2 separate regions of the Pan troglodytes genome follow, and region 2 is linked to region 1. The links are chromatin contacts, called in public Hi-C maps. All regions are on one chromosome and are shown on one strand. The core of a region is the stretch at or near the end of the contact, and the rest is flanking DNA. Distances in the headings are between cores, read along the strand shown. Region 1 has its middle 170 kb from the start of RGS6. Region 2 has its middle 79 kb from the start of RGS6.

Region 1 (4,017 bases), core at 1,176-3,675:
CTTTTTTCAATCTTTTTTATTTTCAGAGCTCCACTGCCGTATTTTCTATTTTTATTATTTTGACTTATTCACATATTATCCAGGACCTAAAAAAATTCAATGCAACTGTATTCTGAATGAATATAATTTTAAAACGTACTAATCAAAAACATGAATTGCCATAAACGTAAAAATTTAAATATTAAAATTATGTTTTCAAAAAATTTTTTCTCTCAAGTAGTCACACATTTTATTTTATTTTATTTTTTTAGATGGAGTCTTGCTCTCTCACCCAGGCTGGAGTACAGCGGCGTGATCTTGGCTCACTGCAACCTCCACCTCCCAGGTTAAAGCGATTCTCCCAACTCAGTCTTCAAAGGAGCTGAGATTACAGGCATGCGCCACCACACCCAGCTAATTTTTGTATTTTTAGTAGAGATGAGGTTTCACCATGTTGGCCAGGCTGGTCTCGAACTCCTGATCTCAAATGATCCACCCACTTGGGCCTCCCAAAGTGCTGGGATTATAGGTGTGAGTCACTGTGCCCAGCCACACATTTTAAATTAAAAGACAGACCTGGCAAGGTGGCTCATATCTGTACTCCCAGCACTTTGGGAGGCCAAGGTGGGAGGATCACTTGAGTCCAGGAGTTCAAGACCAGCCTAGACAACATGGTGAGACCCTGCCTCTATTATTTAAAATAAAAAAAATTCAAAAGATTTTTTAATGAAAATAAAAGACAAAATTTAAATAACAAAGTAAATCAAGCTTTTTTAAAAGCTGAAATTTTTATTTGATATTTTGAATTTAGATTAAATCTTAAACATTTTTATAAAAATAGCACTATTTAAATTCTACTGGTCATTTTCTATAGAGTTAACAATATAAAGAATCGACATTTCGCTTCAAACATGTTACCTCTAGCCTTTACATACACACATTTAAGAGGAATACGTATTGTTTAATATCACAAAGCGCCCTTCAGCCACCATGCGTACCTGTTGTGAATATCAAAGAACTGAAACCATGAATTAGAACACAAAGACAAGCAAGAGAAAGGACTCAGCACTATTGAGAAGCAACGCTTTGTTGTGCTTTGATGCTGGAAGAAAGTATTTGACAAGTGAATTAATCTGTCTTCCCTCCGCCCTAGGCACTTCTAATACTTAAATCCTTTCCACGTTTCTGAGCAGAAGAGCCTCTAAACTTTCAAGCCGCTCTGGGAGCCTCTAAAGTTTCAAGCCGCTCTGTCACAGCCACCTTTTGTTTGGAAGACACAGGGTGAAAGATAAGAATGGCAATTTCAGGCCAAGCTTTGTGGCCCATGCCTGTAATCCCAGTACTTTGGGAGGCCAAGGCAGTCGGATCTCTTAAGACCAGGAGTTCAATACCAGCTTGGCCAACATGATGAAACCCCATTTCTACTAAAAACACAAAAATTAGCCAGGTGTGGTAGCACGCGCCTGTAGTCCCAGCTACTTGTGGGGCTGAGGCAGGAGGATCGATTGAGCCCAGGAAGTCGAGGCTGCAGGGAATCGTGATTGTGCCACTGCACTCCAGCCCGGGTAACAGAGTGAGACCCTTTCTCTCAAAAAAGGAGGGCGGGGGGGGGGGGGCGGGGGGGAAGGCAATTTCTCTGAGGCCTGAACAGTGTTCCTGAGGACAGCATCTGTTTAGGGTTACAGGTGACCCTGTGCCAGCTCTAGGGGCCACATCTGAGTGACAGAAGTGCTACGCATTCTTTCACACATTGTGCCCCCTGGGGATATGCAGGTCCCATAAGAGGGACACGGTGCCCCTCTTGTCCAGGTTTAAGGGTGGCACTGTGAGGGCCCATTTCTCTGGGATGAGCCTGCCTAGGGCTGGGCTCAGGAGGCAGGAAGACTAGAATGGAATGTGAGAGCTTCCCACGCTGAGAAAGGGGACTGGTGTCTCCAGCTTCTGAGCAGTCCCAGCGATGTGGCAGGGCCTCAGGGGAATAACCGCTTGAACTCAGCAGGGGAGGCAGGCCCAGCCTGTGCAGTGACCTCCGCGCCCTGGCTCAACAGGAGGGCATTGAGGACCAGGGGGGTGAGGACGAGGGGTCTGTAAACCAGCCAATGGCAACCAGAAACCAGAGGCCTCTCCTGCCCGCACCCCGGGACCTTGATAGGACCCCGAGAGGGAAGGAGAGAGCCTCTGTCATGAAAAGAATTGTATTCCAGCCTCGCCAGATTAGATTTGACTTGAAGCAGGAAGAAAGAAATGTGACATTTCTCACCTCATTTTGTTCAATAAAATCAGAATCCACCACGGAAGTAAATTTGTTTGAGTCGTGGCACGTTTCTCCAGCTCTTTTCTCCTCCACCCCTGGAAGCGAGGGGAGCCCACGGTCTGGGGAAGGGCGGACGTCGGGGCCTTCCCTACCGGACAGCACTGCCGCTTCTGCAATCTGCCTTCCTCCTTCTGCGGACTGTTCCTGCCGGAGGCCCCAGCGGCCTGGCCTCGCATCAGATCGCCTGAGGGCCTCTCAGGTGTTGGTGGAGGGAGGTCATCTGGGTGGGAGAAGTTTTGCCATCAGCCTGAGGAGAGGACAGTGGGGATTCTGGGCAGAAAACAATGCGAACCATCAACAGAATACATATATATATATATATATATATATATATATATTTTTTTTTTTTTTTTTTTTTTTTTTTTTTTTGAGACGGAGTCTCACTTTGTCATCCAGGCTAGAGTGCAGTGGCGCAATCTCGGCTCACTGCAACCTCCACCTTCTGGGTTCAAACAATTCTCCTGCCTCAACCTCCCGGGTAGCTAGGATTACAGGCGCCCACCACCACGCCAGGCTAATTTTTGTATTTTAGTAGAGAGAGAGTTTCGCCATGTTGGCCAGGCTGGTCTTGAACTGCTGACCTCAAGTGATTCACCCGCCTCGGCCTCCAAAGTGCTGGGATTACAGGCATGAGGCACCGCGCCCAGCAACAGAAGTTCTTTTTCCTCCGTCTGGCCTTCCAGGTTCAAGCAAAGCCAGTGTCATTTGCCCAGGCCTCTCAGGATCCTTTTTGCTTCCAGAGACTCCCTCTTTACTCCCCACGCCGGGTACCCAGAAAAGTCCTTGAAAGAAATTGTTCTCCTCCTCCCCAGGGGTGGGGGGTACCACTTGGCCAATGAATGGTTACTCCCAACCTTACCCATGAGCTCAGACACTGACAAGGCTGCAGGTCCTGCTCAAATCGAAATAGGAGCTATCAAATCCCGGGAGGGCCCCTGGCTCTGAGCCCAGTCTTCTTGCCTTCACGATTTCTCCTGGCACAGAATCAGCCGGGAAACGCGCTCTTTCACTTGAACGCAAGTGAGGACTCGGACAGCAGAGGGAGCCAGCAGCCCGCGGTTGGCGCTGAGGCCCGGCTTCTGAAATCCCATCTGTTCCCAGAGCTTGTTGGCGCCCCCCGTGCAAGTTGGGGCACACAGAAAATACAAGTTTTCTTAAATGAATGCCTCCCAAGGGGTCAGAAACAGGGCCCGCTGGGGTTTTCTTACAAATTCGTAACCTGCGTGGCTCTCCCGTGCCAATTAAATAATCAGGAGGAAATACCGCGTTTGTCTATTAAAGCCTGGTGTTGCTTCTCAGAGACTCACAGTGTAATATCAGAGGGAATTTACCTTCCATTGGGATTCTTTTGCCATTAACAATTCTTCCTCTCCGTGGGAACTTGCATGTCGCCTCTTCCCCTCGGCCCTCAGAACGCTTACTCTGTGGGCACACAGGAAAAGGTATGGGGGTCTCTGTGCTGAGCGCCCCAAGTGCCTCGTCTATAGGCAGACATTTTGATAAGCTAATCAGCTCTTTAACCAACTATCTGATAATATCTGATTTTTAAAAAGGCTTTCATAAAGTACTTTGTGCTATAGTAATATTTCCAAAGAGGAGCTGAACCCATTTATTGCAATGAACTAACATTTCGAATGCAATGCTGCTTTTCACCCAGCAACCCACGGCCAGGCCAGGCTTTCTTATTCCTGTTCTTCCGCCGAGGAGTCAGAATTATTTGCACC
Region 2 (4,199 bases), core at 1,330-3,829, 94 kb before region 1:
GGGCAGATCACTTGAGATCAGGAGTTCAAGATCAGCCTGGTCAACATGGTGAAATCCTATCTCTACTAAAAATTCAAAAATTAGCTGGGCCTGGTGGTGGGCGTCTGTAATCCCAACTACTCGGGAGTCTGAGGAGGGAAAATCACTTGAACCCGGGAGGCAGAGGTTGCAGTGGGACTCCATCTCAAAAACAAACAAACAAAAAAACAACCATTCCAGGCAAAAAGAAGGAAGACCCAGGTTAAAAGGCAAATGTTAAAAGGCTACTTTCAGCATGAGAGACAAAGACAGGGTGCTGGGGGAGCAGTAAAATTCAGGGACCACCACACGGAAATTCTAATTCAGCACCAAACAAATGTGAAGCTCAGAGGTAAGATAAGCTTAAAAAGCCACCTATGAAATAGGAGAGAATACTAGGAAGTCCAGCTCAGGAAAAATGCAACTGACATTTGTGTATCACTTCTTATAGCTTGCAATGAGATCAAGACTATACATGTTATCTCATTAAATTGTCACAGCAACCCAATCGAGTAGGTTGAATAATTTTACAGATGATGAAATGAGACCTCAAGAGACCTCTTAACTTTCTCAAGGCTACAGAGCTGGTAAATAGTGGGTCCAAAATGATCTGCTCCTCATTGTCCTAATTTCCTTATTACTGATTCTTTCAGAGATATAATATATGTTCCTCACGAAAAAAATCTGTAATCCTCACCATCGAAGGCCACTACTGCATATACTTGATTCCAAACCAGGAGCACAAAGGTGCGCATTCTTCTCGTGTCCATTGCAGTACACTGTTCAGCAAGCTGCAGACCTAGCTGCGCCTTTACTACAGGGGAAGCGGGGGCCCTGGATGAGGGTCTGGGCTGGGATGAGAGACCCTCATCCCCCAGCTCAGACACATCTGCTTTAAGAAATGGCTCACGCCTGTAATCCTAGCACTTTGGGAAGCCGAGGCTGGTGGATCATGAGGTCAAGAGATTCAGACCATCCTGGTCTACATGGTGATACCCCATCTCTACTAAAAATACGAAAAAAATTAGCTGGGCGTGGTGGCGCATGCTTGTAGTCCCAGCTACTCGGGAGGCTGAGGCAGGAAAATTGGTTGAACCCGGGAGGCAGAGGTTACAGTGAGTCGAGATAGCACCACTGCACTCCAGCCTGGTGACAGAGCAAGACTCGGTCTCAAAAAAAAAACAAAAACAAAAAGAAAAAAGAAATGGAGTAAAACTTCCTTGAAGCCACTGCTCTTCTGCTCTTTCCAATAAAAGGAAATGCACGTAGATCCACTGGGCTCAGAGTGACCTCCTGTCAAGGACTTCTAAATTGTCTTCAAAGATGGAAAATATTGCTTTGTACACAGCTCTTGGGATGGATTAATCATGAGCTGAATTTCACATAAAAGCAGAGACAAGAGACTTGATGCAGTCCAACATTCTTCCTTAACTTTTTTATTAAGAAAGTTTTCAAAAGTACACAAAAGAAGAGAGAATAATATAAAAAAACTCAATACACCCACCCTTGGATTCAACAGTTATTCACTTTTTGCTCCAGTTGCTTCATGTCTTCCTTTTGGTCAGCCTTCTTTTTTTGTGAATATTTCTTAAAATCCCTGTCATCATGCCATTTCACCCCAAAGTCCTTCCATATATCTCTCTAATAGACTTTTTATGTATAAACACAAAACCTTTATCACAATCAGTGGTATTAATACTCACTTTATATTCAAATTTTCAGCTGAGCATGGTGGCTCACGCCTGTAATTCCAGCACTTTGGGAGGCCGAGGCAGGTGGATCATTTGAGGTCAGGCGTTCGAGACCAGCCTGGCCAACATGGTGAAACCCCGTCTCTACTAAAAATACAAAAATTAGCCGGGTATGGTGGCGGAAGCTAGTAGTTCCAGCTACTTGGGAGGCCGAGGCAGGAAAATCACTTTAACCTGGGAGCCAGAGGTTGCAGTGAGCCGAGATCGTGCCATTGCACTCCAGCCTGGGTGACAGAACAAGACTCTGTCTCAAAAAAAAAAAACAAAAAACAATTGTTTCAAAAATGTCTTTTTATAATTGGTTTCTTCAAAACAGGACCTAAACAAAATCAGGTCACTGCATTTGACTGTTATGTTGCTTAAATTTCTTCTAGCCTAGAGTAGTGTTACCAACTTACTGCCAGCAAGGTTCTCTAATTTCTTGAGTTCTTCAACTGTGTTCTTCCTCACCTCCACATCTCTGTACTTGCTGTACTTTCTGCCTAAAAGATGTCCCCTGGCCCACACATTGCCCCAAAATCTTCTGCTTGTCCTTCAGCTTTCAAATGAGATATTCTTGCTTGTATAACGTAGCCCTCTGTCAGAGCTTCTTTTGTTAAGCCCTTTGATTGTGATCCTAGTGTGCGTATTGATTACTATATTTATCAAGCGTTTTTGCATCATATGGAAAATGGCTACCAATGGGACTGGGCAAAAAATTCAGTCTGTTAAATGCAGACTCTGATTCCACAGTTCTGGGATGAGGTGTGAGGATCTGCATTCCTCACAGGCTCCCTGGTGATGCCAATGCAGCTTGTCTAAAGACTGCACAATGAGTGGTGACAGGCTAGATCATTCCCCACTTCCTCTATCGTACCACTTACCACACTGTATTGCAATGGTTTCTTTGAATATCTGTCTTCCCTCTAGAACAGGGGTTTGTAAACTATTGGAACAAAGCCATACCCATTTGTTAATGTCTTGTATGTGACTGCTTTTGAGCTATAACATCAGAGTTGAGCAGTTGCAAGAGAGACCATATGGCCCACAAAGTCTGAAATATTTACCATCTGGCTCTTAATGGAAAAAGTTTGCCAACCCTTCCTTTAGACTGTAGTGCAGGGAGATAGTTTTTTCTTTTTCTTTTCCTTTTTTCTTTTTTTTTTTTTTTTTTTTTTTTTTTTTTTTTTTGAGACAGAGTCTTGCTCTGTCGCCCAGGCTGGAGTTCAGTGGCGCAATCCTCTCTCACTGCTACCTCCGCCTCCTGGGCTCAAGCGATTCTCCTGCCTCAGTCTCCTGAATAGCTAGGATTATAGGCACCCGCCATCCCACCCAGCTAATTTTTGTGTTTTTAGTAGAGATGGGGTTTCACCATGTTGGCCAGGCTGGTCTCAAACTCCTGACCTCCGGTAATCCGCCCACCTCGGCCTGCCAAAGTGCTGGGATTATAGGCATGAGCCACCGTGCCCGGCCAGGAGACAGCTTTTTCATTAGAATATCTCAGACCCAAGTCAAAGACCCTGCACATAATAGGGACTGAGTAAGTAAGTTACTGAACGATGAATAATGAGAGTAACCGACAATAAGTGAGCGCTTACTACATGCCAGGAATTATACTAAATGTTTTATATGCAGCATCTCATTTAATTCCATGCTAACTCTATGCAGGGGGAAGACTATTCTCATGTTTCAGGTAAAGAAACAGAGGCTTAGAGGTTCCTTTCCTATCCATGTTGAAAGGACTCACAAGCCCATGTAATCTGACTCTAGCACACTTTAACACGTGAAAAGTTGCTCATGGAAAGGTTAAGCAAAACCTGTTTATCCTGGGCCCATTTGAGGCAGACTGAGTCACTGTCTCTGTGAAAATGACTACCAATGGGACTGGGCAAAAAATATTAAAACATTCTTACAGTTTAAATCAAAAGATGCCAGGTTAATTGAACATACACACACATAAAAGCACCTTCTTTGTAGTAAATACTATCCAATTACAGTGGACCCAGCCATTCTTCGAAGAGTCCAAAGCGTGACCTGTACTTAAGAGAATTATAAGATTATAAACTACCTAGGGGCTTCTTTCCCTTGGAAGCTCTTTCTTCACCCTGCACACCCCAAAAACTGTCTCCAGTATGGCACCTTGCTCAGTCTTGAGCCACTGTAGGCACTTGATAAGAGAGAGCCTACACGGAAGAATGAAGCAGGTGAAATCTATTAAACTTGAGAAAGCTTCTCGTACATGCTACTTCGTTTTCTAGTACCATAATTCCCAGAAGATAGGCAGAAGGGTGGCAACTAGTTTAACCCTTTATTATTATTATTATTATTATTATTTTGAGATAGATCTCATTCTGTTGAGCAGTGGTGTGATCTCAACTCACAGCAGCCTCAACCTCCTGGGCTCAATCAATCCTCTAGCATCAGGCTCCCAAGTAGCTGGGACTACAGGTG

Evidence for each region. Hi-C and Micro-C count contacts between places; a contact is called where the count stands out from the background.
Region 2: a contact with region 1 is called in a Hi-C map of stem cell-derived neural progenitor cells, with 3 times the contacts expected there. The contact joins two enhancer-like sites. A contact is called at or near these places in 3 of 7 Hi-C or Micro-C datasets (blood, induced pluripotent stem cells and stem cell-derived neural progenitor cells).

The regions. Positions count from the first base shown.
Region 1 is chr15:69,732,454-69,736,470 of NHGRI_mPanTro3-v2.0_pri, reverse strand. No RefSeq gene overlaps it. Among named protein-coding and RNA genes, the nearest start is that of RGS6, 170 kb to the left of the region's middle. Within about 2 kb of position 2,425, at least 8 of the 24 cell types and tissues checked have an H3K27ac peak or open chromatin away from gene starts, as enhancers often do. A contact at or near this core is called in stem cell-derived neural progenitor cells, where this site is marked.
Region 2 is chr15:69,826,036-69,830,234 of NHGRI_mPanTro3-v2.0_pri, reverse strand. No RefSeq gene overlaps it. Among named protein-coding and RNA genes, the nearest start is that of RGS6, 79 kb to the left of the region's middle. Within about 2 kb of position 2,579, at least 3 of the 24 cell types and tissues checked have an H3K27ac peak or open chromatin away from gene starts, as enhancers often do. A contact at or near this core is called in stem cell-derived neural progenitor cells, where this site is marked.